Linked DNA regions of Strix aluco: region 1 is linked to region 2. The links are chromatin contacts, called in public Hi-C maps. All regions are on one chromosome and are shown on one strand. The core of a region is the stretch at or near the end of the contact, and the rest is flanking DNA. Distances in the headings are between cores, read along the strand shown. Region 1 holds the start of HDDC2 (HD domain containing 2). Region 2 holds the start of NCOA7 (nuclear receptor coactivator 7).

Region 1 (6,740 bases), core at 978-3,477, 220 kb after region 2:
GAGGGTTAAAAGACAAAGCATCTGTTATCAGCTAGCCTTAAAAATAGCATTCCTGAATTACATACAGCATCTTATTTAAAATGCAAATTATTAAATTACTCTGTGTTATTTTTACGATCGAGTTCAGAAGGTATTTGACAACCGTTCAGAAAAACAGAAAGATTCAGTTTGCAGCCACAGAGACTGCAAGATACAGAAAGAAAGTTGATGAAGCTCCACTAGAAAGAGACCTGCAAAGGACAAGAAGGCAATCAAGAACAGCTGGCATGGATTTATGAAAGACAAATCACACTTGGCCAACCTGATTGCATCCTGTAATGAAATGGCTGGCTACGTGGACAAGGAGGGAGCCGCAGACACAACAGATCTTGACTTCAGTAAAGCTTTTGAAATAATTTCTCACAGCACTTTCACTCACAAACTGAGGAAATACGGCTTGAACAAGCTGTTAGATGCATTGAAAACTGCCTAGGCTGACAGGCTCAGTGGGTGGCAGCTGGTGGCTTGGCAACCTGCCTGAAGGCCCATAACAAGTTGAGTGCTCTAGGGGTTGATACTAGGGCCCATATAGTTCATTGTCTCCATCAAAAACCTGGACCATGGGACAGGATGCACCCTCACCATATTTTAAGACAGCACTAAGTTAGGGGAGTGGTTGACACACTAAACCATAGAGCTTTTAGTTCTAAGGAACTTTGAAAAGCTCAAGGACTGGGCTGACAGAAGCCTTAACACATTCAACAAGGAGAAACACAATAAAGGAGAAACACTCAGCCCTGCAGCTAACGCAGAATAAGCCCTTCCATTGGTACTGGCTGGGAAGAAATAGGCTGGCTATCAGCTTTGCCAAAAAGGACCTGAGGTTATGTGAAAGCCAAGTCCAATATGAGAAAACAGTGTGCTCTCATCCCAAAGAGGGCAAACCACACAGCAGCCTCTGCATTGGAAGGAGTATGGCCAACAGAGTGAGGAAGGTTATTATCCCCCTCTGCTGAGTGTTGGTGAGGCCCTGGCTGGACACAGGGCCCAGTTTGGTGCTTCCACAGATCAAGATGGCACATCTCCAGTGAAGGCTACCAAGATGATCAGGATCTAAATCATACCACCTTGAAGGAGAGGTTGAGGGATCCTGGGCCTGTCTTTGTTGAAGAGCATAAGGAGTCATGTATCAGCAGCCTGCAACTATTTGAAGGGGGTTTACGAATATGACAGAGCTAAACTCTCCTTGGTAGTGGTAGGCAATACAACAGGAAACCATGGGCAGAAGTGGCTTAGGAGGTCCAAAGAGGAACATTATGAAACAAATTATTTATTTGGAAGGTAGGTAACCTGGACAAACTATGAAATTTTTATTTTGGATGGTTTTGAGAGCTGTGATTTACTTTCAGCAGGGTGGCTGGGCTGTGCAACATACAGAGGTCCTTTCCAACCAACCCGTTTATGATTGTGCACAATTGTAAAGCTGATGACTTTCCTGGTCTGTGATTCTTGTTTATTGTTGGAAGGTAGCCTTAAAATGGTCACCAAAATGTTGTCTGGGTTTTATTAATTTATGAGTGTGTTTCAATATACCCATGAGCAAAAATAAAAATACTCTGCCCATCTGTTGATATCTGCCAAACTGCAGATGTTCTTTTCTGAAAACAGAGTATTTCATTGCCAGATTTAAACCATTATCTGCTACTTCAGTTGGCAGTATAAAAATAACAAAGAAATGCAATGCATTTTGAGAATCCACTGGTTGTAAACTAATTCAGTGTGTTAATTATTCAACTTGTATAAGTGATGGAAGTGCCTGTAACCATCCCCGGGAGTCCCCAAAATAATTTAAAACTCTTGAGTGCAGCAACTCTGATACATACCCTTTCCTCTCTGAATAATTACATTCTGAACTATTTACCTTTTTTTTTTTTTTTTTTCTTTCTAGAAAGTATGCCTAAGGTCACTGTTTTGACTCAAGTTTTGACTGAACTAAGAGCTATTCCTGCCTCCTTCACACCAGGGGCTTCTCCTCCCTCTGCACCCCAGGAGAGGCCACACCACCCACCTTCCCCTTCCCCGCACCGCACCCCGTGAGCATCCCGGCTTCTCTTGCTGCTTTCCTCGTTGCGATCGCAGTCCTGAGTCCTTATTCTTAAAAGCGCTGTTTGTGGTTAATGAATCCCGCTGGGAGTACGGCCCCACCATACACCTGCCACCCGCCCACCCGACGCCCGCCTGGCCCGGCAGGCCCTCAGCCGTAGGGGCGTTGCTTCGCCGCCGGCTGCCGGGGCGGGGAGCGCGGCGCCCGGCCAGCCGCTGCTTCCCCTTCCCCCAGCGCCACTCAGAGCCGCCGTCCGGGCCGGCAGCAGCAGCAGGAGGAGGAGGAGGAGCGGGCGAAGGCTGCCGGGCGGCGGATGGCGGCGGGGGCGAGTGGCGGCGGCGGCCTGCTGCCCTTCCTGCGGCTGCTGGGGCAGCTCAAGGTGAGCGCGGGGGCCGCGGGAGCAAGGCCCGCCTCAGCGGGGCGGCGGGCCCGCCGTGGGCCCGGGCGGCCGCCGTGGCGGGCGGGGAGGCTGCCCGCGGCCTTCGCCGGCGTGGCAGCGGGGGCGCACTCGGTGGCGCCCGGCCCGGCCGCCGGGGCCGGCCCGGCCGCGGGGCGGCCGGCGGAGAAACCGCGGCCACCGGGGCGCCACCGGCGGCTCGCCGCGGCGCCTGCGACTCGGAGACGGCCGCCCCGGGTTTGGGGCTGCGGCGGGGACACGCGGGCGCCGGCCGGGGGAGGGCAGGAGGGGCTCGGCGCTTCGCCGTGAGCGCCGTGAGGCTGAGTGCGCCTGGGATCAGGCAGGGAGAGTGCGGAGGAGCGTGTGGAGAGGTACCTGTGTAAAGGCGTCCGGTCACAGCCTCGGGGGGCCCGGTCCTTGGGGCAGGTGTTTCTCGGAAGCATCAGATCTCAGCGGAGCGTGGAGGTCACGGTGGGACAGAATTTCGGCTGGCAGCTCTGAAGCGAGGGCCTTCAAAACCTGAGGCGTTAACGTTTCTCTGACGCCGTCCTCACACAGAGAGTACCACGGACGGGATGGGTGTACAGGAACGTGGCGAAGCCAGAGAGCGTATCGGATCACATGTACAGGATGGCGATGATGGCTTTGGTGACCGAAGACAAAAGCCTTAACAAGGACAGGTGAGACTGCCTCTGGTTATCATGACCATGTTAAATGCTGTGGGAGACGCTTAAAATAGCTGGTATCCTGAGGAAGAGCTTTTAAAACGCACTGAAGGAGTTTGAAACGCTTCCCCCTCCATTCTTTGGACAGGGTGCTCTTTACCTGGAGAGCTGAAAGACTTGTTGAATTCCAGGTGCTGAGGCAAATTGTTAATGCAGAGGCCCTGAGCAGGCCTTCTGTCATGCCATAAACTCTGTTAAAACTCAGTTTGAAGCAACAGACAGCAAAGGCAAAGCCATACACCGTGTGGATTTTGATAGCACTCAGCAGCAGTAAGGAGCCTCAGAAATGATACAGTGTAGAAGAGAAAGCATCATTAGTCGTGAATGAGTTGTCAAGTCTGGTATGGGATCGTGCTTGTTTTGGCCCTTCAGGAGCTGATGAAAATAATGAAGGCTTTTTTTGGCTGTTCTGCTGCAAATTGACATAGCTACAGAATTGTGAGTGTCAGATTATATACTGAATTTGGGATGGCTCCCATCAGATTACCTTCTACCTGTTGTAGCATTCATGTGAACCGTATAATGTAGTTACCACAAAATCTCTGAGAGTCAAGCATACAAAAGCTAAGCATGTTATTTTTGAATGCTGTGCAGTTGTACAAACTGTATTTATATCTGAATCTACACTTACAAGCAGCAGGAGGTAGAAATCAGGAATTAAAATGTCTAGGTAGAAACTACTCTCCTTAGTAAAGAAGTGAAAAATGTTATGCAAACTTAAAAAACCAAAAAACCCCCTTTAAAATATGTGAAGGGAGTGAATTATGCAGTCTCTTAGCTTTATGAATAACAAGATATGAGTTAAAATGCTGAAAAACTAATTATTCTGTCTTTCGTATTTGTCAGATGCATACGATTAGCTTTGGTTCACGATATGGCTGAATGCATTGTTGGAGATATCGCTCCTGCAGATAATATCTCAAAAGAGGAAAAACACAGGAGAGAAGAGGTATGGGCATAAGGCACGAAGCCACATCTGCGAAGCATTCTGTGTGTTTTTAGTGTTCTGGTGGTAGTGAAGAGACCCTCTAAACCACATACTACTGTCATTGGCATTGGACAAATAAGCCACGAACAACCAAAGTTCTCAACTCATGATTTTTTTCTACATGTAATGTCACCAAGTACAAAGTTAGGAAGGAGAACCTTTGAAGTACTCTTGACATTGGCCATTTATTCCTGAACTAGGTGGATTTTTGGTAGCCTGAATTAGTCATTTTGACCAGCTTTACCAAGAGGTGGGGAGCAGGGAGTAGGTGCACTGAGGGGTGGATGACAGTTCATGGCGGACCATTTGTGTGGTGTGTATCATGTGGTTGTGGCCGAGACTTATTTAAATTTAAACCATTTGTGCAGGACTCCAGACATGGGTGCATGAGTCATGAGCCTTTGAGTGCGGTGTGCCTAGCGTTATTTTATTTTTGGCCTTGTATGTATCCAAACTGTTGGTTTGTCATTTCTAGTTTGCTGCATTATTTGAAGAAAATGTAAACCACTCCTCCAGCGACAGCTAGAGGGCAACGTGATGCCTCAAAACTCTTCAGAGGCTACAATTAGCTCTTCAAAGAGTGTAAAAAAACGTTGCAGTGATTATTTTCCCCACCACTACCTTTTGTGCTTACCTGTTTAAAACTAGGGGCTGGGGGAACTATGACTAACTCTAGGAGTTAGCTCTTTGCTAAGAAAGTGGAAATTAAAGATCAGCATTCTTGAAGTACTGTCTTTACTGACTGCAATTTTGATATTTCTTTTTTTTCAATTTATTTCATAGTGTGTTATTACAATAAACAAAAAACCTTTTTCCTGGAAGCCTCCAAAGGTTGTTTTGTCACTGAGGATAAGGCTTCAACTTTGCCTAGAGGGACTTCTCATTTGTGTTCAGGCAATGAAAAAGATATTTTAATGCCTAAGTATGTTTAAGAAGTTTTCTTAAGTATTTGCAGCTCCTTCTGCTCCTGTTTCACTCAGTGAGGACTTTGCTGTTGACTTTTTGGGAGTGAAGGTCAAGCCCTAAACGTTGAGGCTGACTCTGAAATACTGTTGTAAAAATACACTAAGGGTAATGGTTTCATGAGGTGGCTTGAGCTGAATTATCAATATGCTGCTTCCGCTGCAGAGTTCTCCTTTTTTATCCCCTTTGCTCTACGGCTGACATTGAGCTGGTTCTGAAGTTTGCTGCTTGTGCAGTAAGTTTAATCAGCTAGTCTCACCAAGGGTAAGGCAGCAGAAAATGAACTTGATTTTTTAAAAAAAAAAAAGTTTGGGTTTCTTCTTTGGGGTTGTTTGGTTGGTGTTTTTTTGCCAAGTAAGTCATTTTGGCCTGCTAACCTTGAAATCTGATGAGCTCCAGAGCTGGAAGAAGGTGGGAAGGAATGAGACCTTGATGTTTCAGTGGTGGGGAGCAGCAGGTTCAGTTCAGCCCTATTGTGAAACTATACCCTGTATTTGAGTGGAGAAACAGTCATGGCACAAAACCTTCGTCTTGCCTGTGATGTTGATTGTTTCGGAAGCAGCCCTTAGTGTTACTAGGAAAACAGTAGAAATAGCGCAGAAATGAGACTGATCAGCTGGGAGAGCACAAAGAGCCTGCAGAGCATTTTCTGCTTGCTGATTACACCATCAGTTTGATACTGCGTTAAACCTTGTGCCAAGATTTTTGTTGTTGAACAAATGGTATCTCAGTCTTGGAGCACTGCGTTTTATTGCTGCAGGCTATTAAATGGATTTTCTTCCTCTGTTTTTCAAAATTGGAACATTTTTAAAGGCTTATGTTGTGTTGTCTGCCTGACAGACAGTACCTGCTCTCAGCCCTGTTAGTGGAAATGTGCTACTTTAGTGTTTGGGAGGGCACAGTTGCTTGTCAACACTGGAAGTTAGTATTTCGAAGCTGCTTTTATGAACTGCACCTATAACCTATTAAGTTCAAATTTTGCCGCCACTAGTTAAATTTGGAAGGCAGAGCTGGTAATTGACTTCAGTTCCCTGGCATTTGACTTGCCTGTTTTGCTCTGGGCTTCTTTTTGGATTCTTGAAGATACTGGAAGCACTTTCAGGTTGTTTTTCTTGTGTTTTAGACTACTTCTCTAACACTTTACTTAAGCAGCTCCCAGAAAAGATTCTTCACTGAGAGTGGTCCTGCTGTTTCTCTGGCAGATTTATGTACATGTGCACTTTAGAATAATACACAGTGTAGTGTATGTTTCTACAAACTTGGCAATAAGTAGTTAATTCTTAAAGATAATGATAAAAATATACTTGCCCAAAAAATGGATGAATGGAAATGGCTTCTTTTTTTCAGGCAGCTATGCAACAACTGACCCATCTTCTATCAGAGGACCTCAGAAAAGAAATTTATGAACTCTGGGAAGTAAGCTTGCATTCTTTTGATCCTTTGCTAAAATTCACGGTGACCCGTTGTCCTCTTCCTGTTTGTCATCTCTTATTTTGACCTCAAGCAAGATAGATTCATTTGCTTGGGAGATAAAGCTAATGGTATGAGTCAAGGTCGCTTTGGAATCCTTTTCAAATAGAAACC
Region 2 (6,787 bases), core at 2,627-5,126:
GGTCAGTAACCAGCTCTGGAAGACTGGAAAGCTTAGGAAAAGGCCTGCGGTATTGTAACACCATTAAATCCCCAGTTCTGCAGTTCAAAAGCCTGAAGATAGGCAGACACCTGCAAAAATGAAAACTTAGCACAAAGTGTATGCATACACATACAGATGCTGAAAGAACGTGCAAAAATAAAATAGCAAGTGCTGCACAGGTGTCTCAAGAATCATTTTTCTTAGTTAAAATGTTACAAATCCAAACAGTTTTAAGTAAGAGGTATCTGTCAACAGCCTATTTTTTAAGGTAACAGCTGCTTAAAGATCCATTTCAAAATCAATGATTTCAGGACTGAATGCAACTGTACTGTGGACACGCAGCCATCTCCCACCACTACCATTACCCTACCCGCAGCAAATGCTTTCTACCACGCAGTGTCAGTACTGGGACAATAACTGTCTCGACGCCTCCACTAAACTCACTGCTGTTACTTCCAGATAAAATTGAAGTTTGCCTCTGTTTTATTTATTTTTTTCTCCAAACCCGTTTATTTTACAAGATACAGACCTTCTTTAAAACATAGTCTCCTGCTTAGAGGATACATTTGGATAGCATGCTGCAGTTAGTATGTCTTGTATCTATATTATTACCCAGGTAAAGGATGGGCAAACCCAAAGTTACATTGGTTAAAATCTGAAAGACCTCACTGGCACGAGGGTTTTCTAACACAGCACAGAAGAACGGGGTCCTGCTCTCAGTTACTCCTCCGGCACTGCTTAGGTAACAAAATTGGGAAAAAGGAAGAAAACTGCAGACCTAAAATAGTACCACTTCGTTGACTTCTTTCAGATTTGCCAAACTGCAGTAGAAGATATGCAGCCCTATCCATCAAAGTGGTGGAAAACCTACTTATCTCTTAGCTGAACCTGCACAACAATGACAGTGACTAACACCTTATTTTAGCTCCAGGAAAAGTTGTCTCTGTCCTAATGTACAAGTTCACTGTCCATCATCATTCCAAGCACCTCTACTGTATTGTGTAGAAAGCTCTATGAGGACAATGCATAGATTCCTTATAGCAGACAAAGAAACTACACATTTCCACAGTATTTACATTGCCCCAAGCATTTCAAATATATTCTAGCCTACTGGCATGGGGAAGAAATCACTCAAACCCCTGCCAGAGCAGCAGAATAAGCAGGCTAGGACTGGAACAGAAGCTTCATACAAGTTCTGGTTACAGCGTTGTGGGTTAATGCCTGGAGCTCAACCCACAGACTGCATGTCATTGGAAGAAACTCTGTGAGCAGGATCTAATACACCGTTTTATTTTACTGAGTCTGGAAGCAAGAGGTAATGCCTGACTATCTGTTAAAATGCTTAACGTGATATATATACACATACACACACCCCCAACCCTTTGAAATGAAATTCTGTTTTGGTGTCCCTATAGCACAGAGGACAGAAGATGGTTGAATGTTTTGCTCTTTCCTGTGGCAATATGTTCCATGGCAACTGATTTGAATACAAATGATCTAACATAATTTAATTCATTGGTTTTGTGAAAGCAATGCTTAGAATATTTGAGACAATCTTAAATTCATGTCACTCATTCATTTCAGGATTGGGCAAATTTGTTTTATCATGAATTGCACTATTTTCATGGAGATAAAATGCAAGTTTGCTTTTTTAATCACTCCCAAATTGCCAATTTTTATCCTAGAAGATTTCTCACACAAACTCACATGCATAACAACACATGGAAGACAGAATAGAGTTAGGATACATAAGTATAATGTTTGAATGGGGTTTGACCTCCCACAATATGCACTTCAGCGTATATTTATAGAGCTGCATACATTACAGAGAAAAAAATTGTCACAAGTGCAGTATGTTTATGGCCTGCACTCAGATCAGCTAACACTAATATCAGAAAAAAATACTGTATTGCTCACATGTGGTTAAAAAAAATATTTACATGAACATCTGCAACTGTTAGCTTATGGCTCATTTATTTAAGGAAGACAACCTGCCATAAAGAATTACACCGATGAGTTTGAATACGACAGTCCAGTTTTGAAAAGGTATAAAGGTGACACCAATCTTTTCTTTTTCCATTAACAATCATCCTGTTTTTCCCAATTACTCTTACAATTATTCACCATGAAGTAGTCACAAAACAGGTTTCACACTTTTATAGGTTTCAGACTTTTATGCATAATTGAGGCTCTGCTTGATCCTACCATGCACTGGGGTTGACTTCTGTAATAATACATTGCTATTTTTAGCCCGGTTTCTTTGGTTTATGTAATGATGAATTTTCTAAATGTCCCCAAGTAACCCTGTAACTTTCAAGTGATTGTCTAGATATAACTCAATTTGACAGAGGTACTGAAAATTTCTACAAGTTTCACAAAAATGAAAGAGACCAGAGCTTAAAACTTCTATAAGAAGTTCTTCCCTAATAACTGATTCTATGCACTCGTTTCTGCTATCTAGTAGAGCAAACCAGAAGTTGCTTCCAAAATGTTCTGCAGAACAAAGACTGTAAAAGAAAAGGAATTTGCTGAGACACATGAGAAGATAATAAAAAAGTCATACTCGTTTCAACTAAAGTATTTTATTGAGCTCAGTGGACACTGGATGAAGCACCGCACTGCCATACCTTATCCCAAACCCCAGAATCACGTGCATTTTAACATGGGCTGAGAGAAAAAAAGCTGACACAGGTTTTCCTGGATCAATTATGGTGTTGGGGAAGAACAGAAGATCAAGGAAAACAATACAAGAACTTTTAAAAGTATTTATAAAAATATTGCTGGTGAGTTACTTCCCCATTTTTCTTCAGGATCTTTGCAATATTCTGTAAATAGTAAATGGCTAGTCTGCACAGTATTAAGAAATGACACTGCAAATTCTCACATACCGCCCCCTAGCCCCACTGAAATTAAACTACAAGAAGATAGAGCAAGTCACTGCACAGCTGGGGAGATGATCCTGGAGCAAGGAGATTTAGAACTGCTTAACATTTGGACAACGCCTTTTGAGATCTTCCTTAGATTATGTCCATAAAAGCACTATTATGGTAAAAATAGATAGAAGAAATATAAACTACAATAGCATTTTTCCTCCCAGAAAATCATTGTAATCTAACAGTTGAGCAACCATTCTGACCATACATGGAAATTAAACATAAAATAGCAAAAAACTGTGCATCATCTTTTCCTTCCCTCTCCTCTCCACCTCCCTGAAACTGGGATGATGTACATTTTAAACGAGGCTAACTTAAAGAAGAAAAGCTGATGCCAAGACTTTCCAGATCAAATACACAGCTGAGGAAAGAGAGGAGTGATAAATGCACACATTACACATAGTTATAAAAATCATTTACAGCTTCTGTGCAAATTCACTACTGCTGAAGCATGTACCCCAGGTACTAAAGACAATTTGTACTTACCATTATATAGCAGAAATATACCCAAATACCCAAATAATATACTTTCAGTAAATTAGCACATTACTCTGATGTTATTCATACTCATTTTTACACAGTAAGCCCACTGTCACACAACAATTAACATGGCAAATTAAAGTAATAATAATATATAATATATTCATATGGAACAGAAAAGTTAATCGCATACATTTAAAGTATTTGCTCTGATTTTTCAGGTGCCAAAATTCAGCTTTGCATACCAAACTCGGAAAGCTGGTGTACAGTACCTCTCACTTTGAATGTTACTCACTTGGTTTTACTGACACACCGTTGTTCCGTTGCGTGAAGCGAAAAGAAACATCGGCCTCTGACATTCCTTCCCTGGCGCTTTCAGGAAGATCATTCTTCTCCAACTAGCATCACAGGGATGCAGGCACAGGCACCGGCTGCTTCTGCGCTGGCAGGAGGCTGAATCGCTGACAGTTTCACTGATGCGTTTCTCTATCGGATATAGGAAGCCAGACAAGAGGCATAATCTTTTGTCACTGCACATGACTTGAAAACATGATATGAAAAGAAAACTATTTCTAAAAATAACTAGACAGCATGTGACTCTCAATGCTACTTTCCTGGTGGTCAGCCCCCCGCCCCCCACAACCTGGATTCACATCCAGGAAAAGATTTATTTCAGTGAAACTCTTCTAGTACATACATCTAGTACATACATTCAGGCAGCTTAAGGATCAGAGGGCTCAACCCTGCCTTCCTCTGAGGTGTCGCAAAACAGAGGCACTCTAAGAAGAAACAGTGGCGGTGATCCTTCTGTAACACACATCTCCAACCCTGCAAATCCAGCTGACGTGGACCTACCCTAGTTTTAACTTGGCTGTCTCAAGTGCTGTCAGCATCCCAGCCATGGAAGCACAGAAATCAGTACCCCTCCAAAACCCACCTGAGAAGCACCCAGGGTGGGGAAGCCTATGCTTTTAACCATAAGACCGTGGAGCTACTGAAGCATACAAACTCCTTTAAAGCTAGCTTGGCTTCTGTGGTATAGAACCACCTTAATATTTGGTTGGTGTACCTTGCAGGTTCTGGGGCCAAAATCATCACTATATTTACACTGGCAAATTTCCCCTTGGCTCAGAGTTACAGGAAACCAGGTACCCCTTTGCCTTGCTCTTCAACGAGGGGCACAGATTACCTGCTGGGACCAGGTGACCTCTCTCACCTAACCACATCCCCCTCTTTGCAGTGGCCTCAGGCCCTGGTGGTGCCTCAGTTTGAGCTGTCCTCTGCCTCCAGCGCTCCACAGCTTTGTCTCCTCAAGGACTGAAATGCCCCAGTTTTACTAAAGAAGCTGCTATAGCTATACAGACGTCCAGTACAGTTCTTGCAGTATGTAAGATATCTGACTGTATCTAATAGGGCCTGATTGTAGCCTCACATTTTATAAGTTACCTACATCACTGCACAGTAAAATTGCTCACATTGGAGAAAAGCAAGCTCCATCGCAATTGTTCAGGCCTGCTACTCTGAATGGTTTGGGATGAAATGAACCACTGGCTGAAGAGGGCGAGACAGAACTCTGGCGAGATGGAAACCAAACACCCAAACCTCCCGAGTAAATCCCTGAGGAAAGAGGTCTCCTTAAATTTGCTTTCAGACTTTAAAGCTTTTACAGATAAGGAGTATTTGCACAGTCCACAGGCATGAAGTCTGAAGCTTATCTATCTTAACTTGGAAAAGGTTCCTTATATAATACATTTCAGAGGCAGAGGGCTTGAGAACTAGAGAAATTTTCTTGCGTAGAGCAAACCCTCTTATATTACAGCCACTGCTTAAACAGGGAAAATTACTTTTGCTAGTACAGCTCACAGATCTACTTTGCTCGTGAAATCAACATGCCAGAGGAAAAAGCACTTATGCAGATGTAATCTGCATCGATGGCAGAGTTTTCACTCCTCTCACAGAAACCCTACCGAACAAAGCAAAGTCACAGATCCCTGTCTATCATGTAAGGGGGCGCTGACAGCCCCAGGCAAGCGAACCGCCAATCTGGCTTCCCCTGTGGAGCACCGGGCTTCCTTCCACCTGAAGTAGGCCTTTTGATCGGCTCTCCCCTGCAGACCAAACACCGAAAACCGGAGAAGCTGTGGTCTTTGTTTCCACAGCCTGCCTAAAAAACGATTAAGACGGAGCGGAGGAAATAGCCACCAGCACGCCCGGCCCTCCCCTCCTGGGAGCGGCCGGCCGGGATTTGCAGCGCAGAGCCCTTGGCTGAGGAGGCCCCGCCCGGAGCCGTTACAGCAACACCCCGCACAGACAGGCGCTGTAAGGAACAGCGTGAACAGGCAACACGAAATGAGCGAAACCAACCTCGCTCCCACCGGGGGCTGCCTCCGCCCAGAGGCGCGGGGCGGCGGGAGGGCCCCGGCGGGCGAAGAGAGACCCGGCCCGCCCCGGGCGCCTTCCCCCCAACGACCCGGCCCTGCCCCGGCCGCGTAGTTCTCGCCCGTCGCGCTGCGCGGGGCCCACCTGCAGCCGCTCCCGCACCGCCAGGCTGGCGGCGCGGCCAGGGGCTGTGTCCCGCCCGGCCGCCCACCGCCATCCCGCCTCCCGCCCACGGCGAGGGCCCCTCACCAGCCCCGCCTGAGGCGCCCCCTCTCCTCCCCACCCCGCCGCCAACCCCCCCTTCTGTGGGGTGGAATGGAACGTCCCTCCCTACGCACAGCTGCCTCCGGGGCTTGGTACCGCCCGGAAGGGGGGGCGTAAAGAGGAGAAAGGAGTGGGGCGGCAAGGTTCGGGAAGAAACCACTCTTGAGGAAGGAGACAGAAAGCGGTGGATGGATCCCTGGTGGTCTAGTGGTTAGGATTCGGCGCTCTCACCGCCGCGGCCCGGGTTCGATTCCCGGTCAGGGAAGTGTAATTTTTCTTTTCTCCTTTTTCTGACTCTTTTGTATTTTAGGGTTCTCCCCGACCCTCTCCTTCTGCTTTTACAATTCAGGGAGCATTCGTCCGGCTGCTGCTCGAGCCCGAGGCGTCGGCGTTGCTGCCCAGTGGCGTGTTGTAAGACGCACTTGGTGCTTTGGAGGAGTCACGCATGAAGGGAGTGTGCAAAGTCTCAGCGCCCTGTGCAGAGCGGGCAGGCAGGGGAAGCCTGCCCAGGTGTAGCATCTGTCTGGACATCTTCCCTTCACAAAACTGCCTGTGGACACCCCACGTTCACCCACAGGATTTCTAGGACTCAGCAGAGGGCTGCTGAGCAATGTGTGCCTAGAGGGGCGTTGGCAGGCCTGTTGGCCAGCACTTAAAAATACCATATTCAATGGGTTTTTTGGCTGCTCTGACAGCTAAGGGTGTTGCCA

The links. Hi-C and Micro-C count contacts between places; a contact is called where the count stands out from the background.
Region 1: a contact with region 2 is called in a Hi-C map of brain, with 5 times the contacts expected there. The contact joins the promoter of HDDC2 here to the promoter of NCOA7 in region 2. A contact is called at or near these places in 2 of 2 Hi-C or Micro-C datasets (brain and heart).

Annotation. Positions count from the first base shown.
Region 1 is chr3:73,363,816-73,370,555 of bStrAlu1.hap1, forward strand. It overlaps HDDC2 (HD domain containing 2), which reads left to right and starts at 2,228. Exons shown (of 6, transcript XM_074819194.1): 1 at 2,228-2,462; 2 at 3,039-3,160; 3 at 4,052-4,154; 4 at 6,504-6,572. The coding sequence starts at 2,397.
Region 2 is chr3:73,139,588-73,146,374 of bStrAlu1.hap1, forward strand. It overlaps NCOA7 (nuclear receptor coactivator 7), which reads right to left and starts at 3,877. Exons shown (of 16, transcript XM_074819186.1): 1 at 3,730-3,877. TRNAE-CUC (transfer RNA glutamic acid (anticodon CUC)) reads left to right here and starts at 6,271; the gene lies at 6,271-6,342.